3 separate regions of the Mus musculus genome follow, and all the other regions are linked to region 1. Evidence: chromatin contacts called from public HiChIP or PLAC-seq data. All regions are on one chromosome and are shown on one strand. The core of a region is the stretch at or near the end of the contact, and the rest is flanking DNA. Distances in the headings are between cores, read along the strand shown. Region 1 holds the start of Mad1l1 (MAD1 mitotic arrest deficient 1-like 1). Region 2 overlaps Mad1l1 (MAD1 mitotic arrest deficient 1-like 1). Region 3 overlaps Mad1l1 (MAD1 mitotic arrest deficient 1-like 1).

Region 1 (4,561 bases), core at 881-3,380:
ATCAGTGTCTCAGCACTAAGTCTGTCCTCACCTTCAGCTGACAAATGAGGAGTTCTTCCTGCGTCTGCCCCCTGGGGAGGCTATCCTTAGGAGGAGTCTCGGGCCCTTTGATTCAATAGTCTGATAACCAATGGTCAGTAGAGGGCCAGGGCCGTTTTGCCTGTGCTCAGATGGCTGATGGGTTGCTGTGAGGTCCGGGCCAACCTAGGCTACAGGGTAAGACTCTGTTTCTCGGTTTGAACCCAAAACACAACATTCATCTCAAAAGGGATGAGAGAAATTTTTATCTTTATTTGTTTTGAAAGATTTATTTATTTTATGTGAGTATACTGTTGCTGTCTTCAGACACATTACAGACAGATTACAGCTGGTTGTGAGCCACCATGTGGTTGTGGGGAATTGAACTCAGAATCTCTGGGAGAGCAGTCAGTGCTCTTAACGGTTGAGCCATCTCTCCAGTCCATTTTATTATTATTATTATTTTCTTCTAGATCGGGTTTCTCTGTGTAGCCCTGGTTGTCCAGGAACTTGCTTTGTAGCCCAGGCTGGGCTCGAACTCACAGTGATACTCTTGCCTCAGCCTCTGAGTGCTGGGATTAAAAACATGTGCCACTACCAACCAACTGGAGGGATTGTTTATTCAAGCCAAAAATGAATGACTATGTCCCATAAATACAGACTTAGGTTACCCTATATTCCACATTCCAGTCTGGAAGCAATGAGGAAGTTTTTATAGTAACAGAACAAAGTCATGAGTCAGGGCACCTTAAAAATACATTGGTGGGGGCCAGGTGGTACACTCCTTTATTCTTAGCACTTGGGAGGCGGGCAGAGGCAGGTGGGTCTCTGTAAGTTTGAGGCTAGCCTTGAGTTCCAGGACAGCCAGGGCTACACAGGGAAACCCTGTCTTAAAAAAACCCCAAACAAGGGGCTAGAGAGATGGCTCAGCCGTTAAGAGTACTGACTGCTCTTCCAAAGGTCCTGAGTTCAAATCCCAGCAACCACATGGTGGCTCACAACCATCCGTAATGAGGTCTGACTCCCTCTTCTGGAGTGTCTGAAGACAGCTATAGTGTACTCAAATGTATTAAATAAATAAATTGTTTATTATTTATTAATATTATTTATTAATATCAATAAATAAAATTATTTAAAAAACCCAAAACAAAAACAACCAAACAACCAAAGCAAACCAAGCCATTGGTGGTGGGCCAGAGAAATGGCTCAGGTTAAGATCACCAGGTTCAGTGCTCAGCACACACATGTTGGCTCACAGACATCTAACTCCCGTTCCAGAGGCTCTGCTGACCTCATCTGGTCTCTATGGACATCATGCATGCACATGAAACACCCATACACAAAATAAAATAATAAAACATAAAAAACCGGCCTGTTGGAAGATTTAAGTAGGCAGTTACACCAAAGAGAAATACCAGCTATATGCTTCTGATGCTGTCCGGGGGATTTTGGTTGGTAGAAACCGGGTTTTAATTTATTCCAAGAGGTTTTTATTCATTAGTCACAACACGTTAGAGCTGACGCAGAGGCAGGAAAGCAACGGGTAGGAAGGAGGCTAAAGACATAGCCCCTAGACAAATTTCATCAGGCTCTGGACCCGCAACGTGAAGGACTTCTTCCCAGGACTTCTCATTCACAAAAGAAAGAAAGTGAAACAAGCTAACCAATCAAAACAGTGCCCAAACAAAACAACCTGTGTATACAAAGTGGCAAGATTCAGAGGCAACGCAACTTTCCAAAACTTTGTTCCCTTTCCGAGCGTGCCCAGCAGTTGTGCGGCAAGCCTTTAATTCCAGGGAGGCAGAGGCAGGCACGGGTGGATCTTTGTGAGTTCGAGGCTACACAGAGAAACATTGTCTCAAAAACAAAAACAAACAAACCTTTCCTCCTGCGCGGTGCTATTCCATACATTACGGCGCACCCCGGGGCAGTGGAAGAGCGCCCTGCGGGACAGGCAGCCGGGCCCAGTTTGGTTCCGGGTCCCCTGGCGGGACTGCGGTTTGTTCTCAGGCTACGCCCGTGGAGCACATATTTAATTCTTTACGGGCCGTTTTCTCAGATCTCGCGAGACCCCGGCGGAAGTCTCGCGATATATAGACACCGGCGGAGAGGAGGGAGATCTGAGCGGCTGCTGCAGCACCGGGCTCCTCAACTGAGGTAAGGGACCCGGTGGCGGGATCTGCGAGCGCCCCAGGCGCCTCGCGCCCTGCCCGACCGTAACGAGGCCACGGGAGGGAGCTGTCTGCTGCCATCGACACGCATGCATTCTGAGTCGGTCCTGTCGCGCGCCTTCCCTTTGCCGGGTCCCCCGTGTCTCCCTCCCGGGGCCGCTCTGGACGGTCTCCCACCCCGGTGTCCCGCTGCAGAGCCTGGGGTGGCGGGCCTGGACCGGGACCGGGACGGGGGCGGGGGCGGAGGGGACAGCGTGGCCCACTGTGGGCTGAAGGGCTCCCGGGGTTGGAGTCGGTTATTTTGTAGGTCCCAGGGATCGAACTCAGGTTGACCAGTCTTGGTGGCAAGCCCCGGTGAGCGCTGAGTCGCATGTCAGGCCCACTGTGTGTGTGTGTGTGTGTGTGTGTGTGTCTGTCTGTCTGTCTGTCTGTCTGTTTGTTTTTGGCAGTACTGTTGATTGACCAAGGAACTTATGCATTCTACCACTGAGCTATGTCCCCAGTCCTTTTAAAAATTAATTAATCGGCTAATTAATTGATTTGTGTGTGTTTGCATATATATACCAGGCTTCCTGTCGAGGTTGGAGGATAACTTAATTCTCTTCTTCTTCCATATGGGTCCTAAAGATGGAACCTTGCTTGTCTTGTCTTGCCCTAAAGTGCCTTTACAGATTGAGTTGTTTTCAGTCCCCATTCTCGCAGAGCAGTACGCTAAGCAGTCACCTACTCTGCTGCCTCCTCAGCCCAATCCTTACTTTTTCTTCTTAATTTTTATTCTGTGATGGGGCTTCCCAAGTTTTCCGGGCTGATCTTGAACTTGCCACCAGCCCTTGAATTTGTCTCAGCCTTCTGAGTACCTGGGATGACAGACCTGTGTCACCAAGTGCTAGGTTCTCAGGCTGTCCCTTGGCTGAAACCAGAAAGAAGGTGTGTGTGTCCCTGTTAACTCAGGAGCCATCCAGAGCAGCTGGTGTCCTGGAAAGTCTGCTGTCTGGAAGTTCAGGGTTCTTGTGGAGAGGGTACAACTTGAGGTGGCGCTTTAGTTACCTGTGTGGTGTCGTGGCTTCTGAAACCGCAGCCCTTCATTCTTGTGTGTTAATGGCAGAGTTCTTGTGTTGGTCCGAAGAGGGAGGACAGAAAGTGTGTCTTGGTGAGCAAAGGCCCACTTCTCCCACTGTGCCTGTTGTCCACCTGGCCACTAGCTTCGCTTTGTCATATGTGTAATTGGGGTGCACACCACGGTTCTTGTAAGTGGGAAATTCAGAAGAAATTTCTGCAAAGTTACCCCCCCCCCCCACACACACCCGTTTTGAGATTGGGTCTAGCTGTATTTTTAGGTTTTTGTATAACCCAGGCTGGCCCATGACTTGTGATCTTGCCTCAGCCCCTCACATACATTCCTCTTCTCAAGGACCTTTCTCCAACTGAGAAATGCTTAGACTCCTGTACTGGCTGGTTTTGTGTGTCAGCTTAACACAGCTGGAGTTATCACAGAGAAAGGAGCTTCAGGTGAGGAAATGCCTCTGTGAGATCCACTGTGGGGCATTTTCTCAATTAGTGACCAAGGGGGGAGGGCCCGTTGTGGGTAGTGCCATACTGGACTGGTGGTCTTGGGTTCTATAAGAAAGCAAGCTGAGCAAGCCAGGGGAAGCAAGCCAGTAAGTCACATTCCCTCCATGGCCTCTGCATCAGCTCCTGCTTCCTGACCTGCTTGAGTTCCAGTCCTGACTTCCTTTAGTGATGAACACATGTTTGGAGGTGTAAGCTGAATAAACCCTTTCCTCCCCAACTTGCTTCTTGGTCATGATGTTTTGTGCAGGAATAGAAACCCTGACTAAGACAACTTCTTTGCTGCAGACTCTCTCCAACACCTTACCTGGTCTTTCAGTCTAACCTGGCGTGACATATATTCAGCCTCTCCATTCTGTCCCCAGTGGGTTGTGAAGGAGTTTAGACAGCTACTGAGGCAGTGCAGACTCCTTCCATACAGCCCCACTGGTTCACTCACTGTCCCCTGGGCTGACTCTAACTGGAAGTTGTAGGACAGCTCAGGTGACCTCCAAGAGAAAGGTTATGGGGTTACTCAACTCTCAATAGAAGACTGAAGAGGCTTGGGGTCCCCTGCCTACCACCATCGTGGCTTCTGAACCCAGGGCGGTATTGTTAGTTGCTGGCAAGTCTGGGTCTACTTATCTAGACTTACCAGAATATTTTGGACCTGTCCCAGAGTCCTCTGTTCTAGGGGGACCAGGCAATCGTTTGTGGGTTAAAGGCTAGAATGTTGCCTAGTCTGGATGTGTCTGCTTTTGTTGTCCTCATGTGTCTGAATCCCAGGGTGTCAGGTGTCACAGTGTGGGAATCATTTCTTTCCT
Region 2 (4,403 bases), core at 1,357-3,856, 170 kb after region 1:
TGTTTTGGTGAATTGAGCCTTTGATGGCTGCACAGTGAGCCTCTTTGTCTGGTGTCCCTCCTCCCCAGTCTCTGGTGGCTAGGGGTCCGTAGAGTAACATCCAGCTCTGGTGAGGCCTTGGCCTTCAGTTTTGTCTTATTCAATTTTGGTGGGTTGCCACTCTCCCTGGCTGCCTGCACCGTGCATCATTTATTTTCTGGAAATACTCTGCAGTGGACACTTGTTTTTCTTACACAGTATGAGCTTCGTCTTTTAATCAGCGTGTTTAGTTTGTCTTCATTGCTTATTCTTCCCATTTGAATTTCTGTGTTCCAATTTAGTACTTTATATGTACCACTTAAAGATATCGTGGCGACAGTTTCCTCCCATTGTTTTGAATTTATTGGAGTTTCCCCTCAGGCCCTCCACTTTCTCCCTGCATAGTTTCTGTTGTGCAGTTAACTATATCTTGACCCCACTCCTGCTGTCTAAGGATTTATTAGACTGGTTTACACAATGGTCTGGGAAGTATAGTGGCTGCCTTAACTGAAGAGCTGAGGGCCTAATAGCTGTGCAGCAGCCCACAGAGCTGAGTGTCTCATCAGCCTCTGCCTGGCCCTGGAAGCCTAGGGGATTCCTGGAGAGTCACTCTGGAAGCCAGAGGAAGCTGGGTTCTGATACCAGTGAAGTAGTGCAGCAGCCACAGGGTAGATGAACTTGCCAGTGAGTCACAAAGGCAAGCTGGCAGAGAGCCGAGCTCTCTTCTGGGACCTCCTTTTATCTGGGCTACTACTGGGAGGGCAGGTGTTTCCACTTCAAGTCACCTCAAGAACGTCACCCACAGGTCTGTCAACACTTTGTCCTTCAGTCCATTTGAGATCAAGCCATGCTGCCAACCAAGATTAACCATCACATACCTCAAAGCAACCCTGCTATCTTAGTGCCATTCCCCCTAAATCCCGATTTAAGGTTCTCAGTGGCTCTACTGTATAACTCACTAGATTGCACAGTGGTGAACCGAGTATGGGGAAGGATGGTTGTTTCTTTACCCTCCTTGTCAGCCTTTGATTCTCCTTGGCAGGAGGGATGGGTGTTTAATGAGTCAATTGATTCTTCCCTCCCTACAGGACCCATGCCTTCTGCTGGTGTGTCCGTCTGGACTTTTCATGGTATGTGATTTCAGACTAGTTATCTCTAGCTCTGGGGTTTTGCATGTAGGCTTGTGGTCACAGACTCTCAGCATTCAACTTTTGTGGCTTTTCCTATCTACCCAGCATCAAGGCAGGCACACATATGGTAGTCATCCTCTGTGTGATGGTAACTCTTGTTGGAAGTTTGATCCCTGTGGATAGGGCTATTCTACACAGGGCCCCTCATCTGATTGCCTTGCTGCTCAGGCACCGAAATCTCTGTTCTTCCCCTGCTAGAGTCCTGCTGTATTCCTGACCTTGGGAGTTTGTGGCTTTGCAGAGGTTCTCTTGGGCCCAGGTTCATTCCCTACCAATGGCACCAGCCATGGATATTATTGGCTGATTGCCTCATGTAGTAACTCACCGTTCCCTTGTGTTATGGTTGGTCTTGGGATCTGTGGACAGTGAGGCCCCTGGAATTTGAGAGGCCAATTCCTTGATTGGGTTGAGCCGCCAGCCCTCACAGAGATGGGTGGAGGTGCCCTTGAGTTGATGACCAGTGACAGACTAGATGCACCATGGAAAGGCCTCTCTTCTGACCCTGCAGGTAAGCTTTCTTTATGCCTGAGTTTGTTTGTAGTTCTAGAGAGTTCCAGATGGAAACGGGCCAGACAGAGATAACAGAGAAAACCCTGACAGAACTGTGCTCTTGGCTCTGGTCAGGCCTGTCTCTGCTGCCCCAAGCACTCACGGGCAGCTATGGTTGGTCAGAACGGAAGCTTGTGTGGGTCACAAAAGCACCAGAGCAGTGCTGGCACCGTCACCCTCCTACAGAAGTGCATCCAGCAGTATGATAACATGACCTGTCTTCCTTTCGGGAACCTCTTTCCACTAGTGTGGATGTTCAGGGTATGTGCCAGGTAGAGATAGAATTCTTCCTTTCCCTGGTACCTATGCTCCTGACCTATTAGGATTCCCTCAGAATGGGCTGCAGAGAGAAGCCTGGGCCCTCTAAAGAGGATTTGAAGCTCAGGATCTTGAAGAGTTCCTTAAGTGGAGGCAAGTGTCAGGGCACAAGCCCAGGTGGCAGCGTGACCAGAGCTGGAAGCAGTGGGGCCAGAATGCTTGGGGACCTAGGGCAGGGGCCACAGACTCTCGCATCTATTCAGCTTTCAGAGTGGGGTACAGCTAGAGCCTCTGATAGAAATGAGCCTGTAAAAGAGGGGTTTTAGGCATCTACCAGGAACTGATTTTGTTGTGGACGCCCCCATGCCTCCAGCTCTCATTCATCTGAGGGTGACCAGTGAATGACTCTGAGAGACATGATGGGAGAGTGGGCAGGGAGCAGGGCTGGGATGCCCAGAGCTGGGTGGACTCCAGCTCTTTGTGGGCTGTAGGCTCATGACTTAGTTTTTCTTAAGAAAGCCGTGTGGAGTGGCTACGAGTTGAGTGGAGGAACCTAGATAAGGAGAAAGGCCATGGGGCTTGCGAAAGAACCACAGGAGATGCCCACAGAGAGCAGCCATGCATACAGCAGCCATGCATAGAGGCCCTCAGAGGCAGAACTGTGGTGAGTGGGCGGCCCAGTGAGTCAGCATTGGCAGGGGAGGCTGGAAGGGGATGAGGAGAGGAGAAGGGAAGGGAGGGGAGGGGGGAAGCTAAGGAGGGGGAGGGGAGGAGGGTAAGGAGGGGGAGGGGGAAGAGACATGCCTGCACCACCTGTAGGCTCTACTATCAGGTGCTTCTGTGGGGTGGGGGACTCTGGGTCTAGGGAGAGACCCCTGTGCCAACATAAAATGCCTCCAACCCAGTTCCCTTTAGTGAGGGAGGGGAGTGACAAGGGTTGCCTCGAGCCCTCTGTCAGCAGCCTTTCCAATAGCCTGAGTGGGCTCCAGGGCATCACATACACCTGCTTCTCAGGTCACTTATATCCATCCAAGCAGGGGTGTTTGACACGGAGAAAGCAGCTGTGAGAGAATAGAGGATGGCAGTGATGCCCACACCCACACAGCCAGAATGATTGCCACTTGGAGGGTGTGGCCTGAGGCCAGAACCTCCTGCAAAGGGCTGTATTTGAATTTCCAAGATCATCAAAGCCATTTTGCCTCTACACAGTACAGTATAGTCTCTTGAGGCTCAGAGAGGCTGATTATATTCTTCAGGTTACAGAGCAAACCGATGTCCTGCCAGTGTAGGCCTTGTGGTGTTTTTGACCTGAGACAGCCTGCAGGCTGGTCCTCTACCCCACATTGACACCTCCTTCCCACAGTGTGCAGAGGCTGGTCAAGAGTTATTTCTGGACAATGAGAAGTGGGCTTTGTAGGCTCATGCGTTTGAACATTTGGTCCTGTTTGGTGGCACTGTTTGTAGATGTTGTAGAACCTTTAGGAGGTGAAGCCTTTCTGAGGATATATCACAGGGTACAAACTTTGAGAGTGTAGAGCTTTGCCCATTTGCAGTTTGTGCTCTTCTTGGTGTTTGCAGTTGAAGATGCAATTGTTCAATTTTCTGCTGCTGTGACTGACCCCCTACCCTCACCCCCTATTATGCCCCTCTGGAACCTTAAGCCAAAACAAATCCATTCTTTCATTGATGCTTTTGTATGTGGTGTTCCATCACAGCAACAGAAAGAAACTAACCGCTTTCTGGCAAGGCCCTCTGGGAACTATCCACACTGCCCTCTGGCTGGGATATAGACAGGTGAGCTTGCGTACTCTGGTTACCTGTGACCGCCTACTGTCTTTTTAGTGCTCTGTCCACTGGTCTGTTCTTGCACTCTGCCCCAAGGCCCACTGGGCTGTACTGTTATGACCTCCATTGGTTTAAGTGGGGCTTTCTCTATGCAAATATGGGTTAGTGAGCACACTGGTGGATCAAAGATGAATGACAGGACTTCCACGAATACAATGATAGTTACATAGGACTCTCTTGGAGCATGCAGTTTCTGCCCAGGAGTAAGGGATACCCATGTTGGCTGTTGCTTGTTCTGTGATGGTCATCTATTTCCCCACCCCCACTCCACTCTGGCTGTCTGAGTTCATCCTAAATGTTGTCATGGGGAAAGGACATTGTCAGGAGACTCAGGTTCCAGAGGCAGTGATTTGGAGTTCCTGGGTCCTGAGACAATTTATTCTACACTTTTGTGCCTCAGTTTCTCTTCTAGAAAACTACTATGAACCCCTGGCCTCAGAATTTTATTTTTTACTAGTTTTTTGTGCAGCACTTTCTCTCCCCACTGCCCCAAGATTAAAACATTGACCTGTAGAGGAAGGGGAGGAGGCTCAGGTAGGACGT
Region 3 (4,912 bases), core at 506-3,005, 210 kb after region 1:
AAGATGGCTTTTTCTTATTTTTTAATTATATGTAAATTTGTGTGTGTGTGTGTGTGTGTGTGTGTGTGTGTGTGTGTGTGTGTGTGTTTGCATGTGCATGTGAATGCAGGTACCTGTGAAGCCCAGAAGTGGGCACCAGAGCCCCTGGAGCTAGACTTGTGGACAGTTGTTAGCCAGCCCCAGTGGATGGTGATTCTTCTGGAAGAGCAGCAGTGTTTGTAACTGCTGAGCCATTGATCTCCACGCCAGGTATCCACGTGCACATGGGCTTTCTTTTCTTTTTCTTCCCTTTAAAAAATGTCTTTATTTATTTCACTTTATTTTATTTTGGCAATGCTCTGCATGTCTTGGGGGATCATCTCCCTCTGCCTTGTGTAAATTTGTCCCCAAATGTTTTCTTCTCTCTGATGCTGTAGCAGATGAAGTGCACAGCAGAGCTCACACGTGGTGGTTTGTATGGTGCTGTTTTGGTGGGTTTGTGCATCAGCAGGGCATCTTGTGATGAGGAGTGGTTTGCTGCTGTTATTTCATTGTCTTGTCTAATTGCTTTGGCAGTTTAGTCAGATGAACGCAGTCAGAGCAGGCATTGTCTCAGAGTTTTAAAAAATTACTTAATTAGATTGATGTGTGTGTGTGTGTGTGTGTGTGTGCGTGCACACGCGTGTTTCTGTAGACCCCCTGGAGTAAGTGCGGAGGCCAGAAGATGGCACTCAGGAGTGCGTTCTCTCCTTTCATCCTGAGCTGGATCTCAGGTTGTCAGGCTTGGTGGCTGCACCTTAATCTTGAGGAAATCTTGCAGCTGTCTTCCCTGCTTTTGTTTTTTGTTTATGTGCATTGGTGTTTCATGTGTGTGTGTGAGGGAGGGGGTCAGATACTCTGAAACTGGATACAGACAATTGTGAGCTGCCAGGTGAGTGCTAGGAATTGGACCCAGGTCCCCCTGAAGAACAACTGATGCTCTTAACCACTGAGCCATCTCCCTAGCCTTTTTTTTTTTTTTTAAAAAGGTTGTTTGTTTTTTTTACATCTTTGTTTTTGTTTGTTTTTGTTATTGTTTGTTTTTGTTTCAGAAATGACATGTCCTGTTGAGGTTGCTGCCCTCTGTGTTCAAGGTGACAGGTTTGGTGAAGGGATTTTCCTGTGTCAACTGAGAGCGGAGTAGAGGAGAGCTTCTTGTCCTTGCTCCCTAGAGGGTCACACAGCACAGTGTTAGGTGTTGAGATGCCTTGGATCCCTGCTGTTTTCAAACCCTTTGCCATAGCATGGAAAGCTTTCAGGGAACGGCTGGCATGTGGCTAAGTGAGTCCACACCTGTCCCCCATGTTTATGTGGTTAGGCTTGTCCCCCAAGTTTACTGGTCTCAGTTCTAGTTACTTCTTTTAAAAAATAATTTTAGTTTTTGTTTCATATATTCATTTCATTTTAATTTTAGGTTTGCAGTCTTGCAGTTTGAACCCATGTCCTCACATGTGTTAAACATGCACGCTACAGAGCTACCTTCCCAGCCTTTTTCTGTGGCTACCTTTTACATTTTGGAACAGGATCCCACAAACTGCTCCTTGAACCCATGAGTGGCCCAGGAAAACCCTTAATTCTTGATCCTTCTGCCTCAGTCTCCACACAGCTAGGTTGGTGGGCCTATACCCCAGGCCCAGATTGGCCTTAGTTTTCTGGAAGTGTCTTTGCCTCTATTCAGTGTCCGTCAGCTGCTGGTTTCAGAGAGAGAGCTTCCTCATTCCTTTCTCTGCCAAGTTGGGCAAGACCATATGATTCTTTGAGTGTTTGCTTGTGCTCTCTGGCCTGGCCTTCTTCCTTGTTTGGGAGACTCTGACTTCCCTTTTGACCCTCACAGTGATCTCAGGTTTATCCGCTTCTCTGGGGGTCACCTTGGAAGGTCATCAGTAGGAGTCTGCCTGTGCCATCTTGGCTACTCAGATGTGTGCCCAGTTGTCCCTAGCATCCTTTTGTGACCTTTGTCCTGTGGTGCCCTCTCACAGCTTCCAGGTTCGTGGTGAGCTCTTCTCTCTGGTTGGTTTTGCTTGGGAGTTTCCTGTGTAATCGTTCACACAACCCAATCCTCATTGTCTCCAGCCTGCTGTCAGCTGTCAGCTCGAGCTGCTCTCCTTCCCTGCTTTCCTTTTGGACTCATGTGACATCTTTGATGTGACATCTTCCTTGTGTTTGGAGCCCTCTGTTTCCTCTTAGTGTTTGTCTCTGGTGTCTCCTAATCTCCCCAGTGAATTCTTTTTTATCCCAGGATAATTGTAGTTTCTTACTTTTTTGTTTTATAGGTGTGTGGTTGAGTATGTATATGTGTGAGCCAGTTCAGCTTCAGGCATCAGTCCTCATAGAGTCTAACATCTGCCATTTGAGCCAGAATCTCTCAATGGCCAGGAGCTCACCAATTGGTTCTCAACCTTCTTAATACTGTGACACTTTAGTACAGCTTGTGTTATGGTGATTCCCAACCATAAAATTATTTTCATTGCTACTTCATAACTGTAATTTTGCTACCATTACAATTCCTAATGTAAATATCTGTGTTTTCCATTGGTCTTACGTGACCCCTGTGAAAGGGTTTTTTGACACATATCCCACAGGTTGAGAACCACTGCTCTAGTCTCAGTCTCTCCCGCACTGGGATCACAAGTGCGCATCAGCATCCCCAGCTTTTCATGGCAGTGCTGGAACAATAATGTAGCTGAATTTTGCTACTTAGTAGGTTTTCTTCTACCATTTCCCATCCCCTTTTTTCCCTACCATTTCAACACCCTAACACTAGATAAGAGACAGAGAAAGAGACAAAGAGAGACAGAGACTCACAGAGAGAAGAGAAAGGCACACAGAGAGAAAGAGAGACAGAAAGAGAGACAGAGGGGGGTTGAAAGGTGGGTGGTGTTTTCATTAGACTACTAACCGCTGGTTAGGGGCACTGAGTTCCTTGGGGCAACTTTGATCTTCTCCATCAGGATGTCTAATTTCTTCTTGTAGTTGTTTCTTCTTTGCATATGACTGCTTAACAGACCATAACTAACAACCAGCCAACAACCCACATCACACCTCTCAGGACCTAGCATTTATATACCCTCTAAGGAGTCCCAGGAATTCCAAATGTCACACAGTCACAGAATCTATCTGCAGCTGGCAAAATCATGCCCCTGCCAGAGCACAAGGCAGATCATAGTCTGCTAACGTGGACGATCTGAAGCAGCTCTATATCCCCACACCTGGGATTAAAATGAAAACATATTCTTATAGTATTTCTGTGGTTTTTTAAAAGAAACTAAAATTCCACAGTTCATGGAATAGAACTCAAGTTCTCAGGCCTTCAAAGCAATCACCCACAAAGCCATCTCCCTAACCCCTGTTGAATTACTGTCTTTACAGTTCCTCTGCCATTGATCTCCAACTTCATTTATGGCAGGCATTCTACTAAATGAATATACTAAGACTTGTTTTGTGGCCATGCATTAGGTCTGTTCTGGAGTGTTCTGTGTCCTACTTCAAGCCAGCCAGAACTACACAGTAAGATCCTAGCTCATAAAACTGCCCTTGAATTCCCCGCCCCCTCTTCCTCCATTTCAGCTGGCTCACAGGTGCATACCCATCACGCTCAGCCTTTCCTTAAAGGGGAAGCCTGGCTTGTTGACTTGAGATGAGAGCATTGGATACATTCTGTCTCTAAGCCTGGCTTTCCTGGATACGCTATGTCCAGTTCAATGTGTTTGCTAATTTCCTTTACTTTCTTTGAGCAGTGTATTTAGTGTGTGTTGTTACATTTCCAAGTGGCCAAAGCTTTGCTCTTGGCTTGTTCTGGTTTCTCCTTTAGTCCTGAAGTGCTCTCTGGACACTTCCTTTCCTTTTAGCCCCTTGTAGCTGTCTGGCTACTTTGTTATGGACTCTTAAACTACACAGATTTTAGGAACTGCTCCATTTTATGGTCAGTGGTCAGCACAACATGAGGAACTGTATTAAAGGGTTGCAGCACAACAAATTAGGAAGGTTTGAGAACCACAGTTCTAAAGACTCCTGAGTTGCTTTTCCATTTGCAGTTTCTCCTCTAGCCTGTGGTCACTCTCCAGGGTGAACCAGGGGGCCTGAGACAGATTCCTTACCTGATTCTAGCCAAGCTTCAGGGTCAGCCAAGAACCCCTGGCTTGAGTCCTTCCTTAGACCTAAGTAAGTGCTGTCCACTGCTGTCCTCCCACTAGGGCCATGACCTTCCATCTGTGCTGGACTGCAGTGGCACCTGGTTATGTCATGGTCTCCTTGCAGGTTGAAGGTGGAGGAGCTGGAGGGTGAGCGGAGCCGTCTGGAACAGGAAAAGCAGGTGCTGGAGATGCAGATGGAGAAACTAACCCTACAGGTAGGTTTGGTGGCCAGAGAGAGGTTCCCTGTAGACAGTACTCCTTCCAGCCCCTGTGAATGAACCTGGGCTTCCTCCTATGCATCCCCCCCTTACCTGGCTGAGAGCTACTGCTGGGTTCTGCAGGACCACAGGTCTGGGCCACTCTGGCTCGCTGTGCAGGGACCGCTTCATACCCTTGGTTCTTGTGCTTCTCAGCACTGACCTCGGCCTCTCTTCTCTCTGGTGCTGTACCCTGTCACTCCCATTTCCCTGTGGTCATGACCTTCTCTGCTGTCTGCATTAGACTGTTTCTCTTCTTTTTAGTTTTCCTCCTCCTGATCACACTGCTCATGGCAAGAAGCCCACAGGTTAGAGATTGCCTGGCTTCTAGACAGGCCATTGATTTTTACCTTGGCACCTATTAGAGGCAATCAAATTGTGTCCCCATTACCAATCTTGGTGATGGGAGAGGTGACAACTTTGATGAAGTGAGGTGTTCTGAACCTTGGCTGTACTCATGCCGAGCCCTAGGACCTGTCATCCTGTTCTGTTCTAATTGGGCCA

The links. HiChIP or PLAC-seq counts read pairs in DNA pulled down with a chosen protein or histone mark.
Region 2: an H3K4me3 HiChIP or PLAC-seq map of bone marrow-derived macrophages shows a contact between it and region 1, with 3 times the contacts expected there. The contact joins the enhancer-like site here to the promoter of Mad1l1 in region 1. A contact is called at or near these places in 2 of 39 promoter capture datasets (the C10 cell line and pre-B cells), 1 of 484 Hi-C or Micro-C datasets (bone marrow-derived macrophages), 7 of 115 datasets of contacts at active chromatin or transcription factors (the 230-238 cell line, astrocytes, bone marrow-derived macrophages and 3 more) and 2 of 9 other capture datasets (adipose tissue and pancreatic islet).
Region 3: a contact with region 1 is called in an H3K4me3 HiChIP or PLAC-seq map of bone marrow-derived macrophages, with 3 times the contacts expected there. The contact joins the enhancer-like site here to the promoter of Mad1l1 in region 1. A contact is called at or near these places in 6 of 39 promoter capture datasets (3T3-L1-derived adipocytes, the C10 cell line, the HPC-7 cell line and 2 more), 5 of 115 datasets of contacts at active chromatin or transcription factors (bone marrow-derived macrophages, embryonic limb bud, embryonic stem cells and 1 more) and 2 of 9 other capture datasets (embryonic stem cells and pancreatic islet).

Annotation. Positions count from the first base shown.
Region 1 is chr5:140,319,121-140,323,681 of GRCm38.p6, reverse strand. It overlaps Mad1l1 (MAD1 mitotic arrest deficient 1-like 1), which reads left to right and starts at 2,130. Exons shown (of 18, transcript NM_010752.3): 1 at 2,130-2,175. It also overlaps a transcript of Nudt1 not described here.
Region 2 is chr5:140,147,709-140,152,111 of GRCm38.p6, reverse strand. The region is part of intron 11 of Mad1l1 (MAD1 mitotic arrest deficient 1-like 1); the gene reads left to right. Among named protein-coding and RNA genes, the nearest start is that of Gm30492, 54 kb to the right of the region's middle. Within about 2 kb of position 2,606, at least 52 of the 459 cell types and tissues checked have an H3K27ac peak or open chromatin away from gene starts, as enhancers often do. A contact at or near this core is called in the 230-238 cell line and bone marrow-derived macrophages, where this site is marked.
Region 3 is chr5:140,104,969-140,109,880 of GRCm38.p6, reverse strand. Mad1l1 (MAD1 mitotic arrest deficient 1-like 1) reads left to right here. Exons shown (of 18, transcript NM_010752.3): 15 at 4,276-4,366. Among named protein-coding and RNA genes, the nearest start is that of Gm30492, 12 kb to the right of the region's middle. Within about 2 kb of position 1,755, at least 47 of the 459 cell types and tissues checked have an H3K27ac peak or open chromatin away from gene starts, as enhancers often do. A contact at or near this core is called in bone marrow-derived macrophages, hematopoietic stem and progenitor cells and liver, where this site is marked.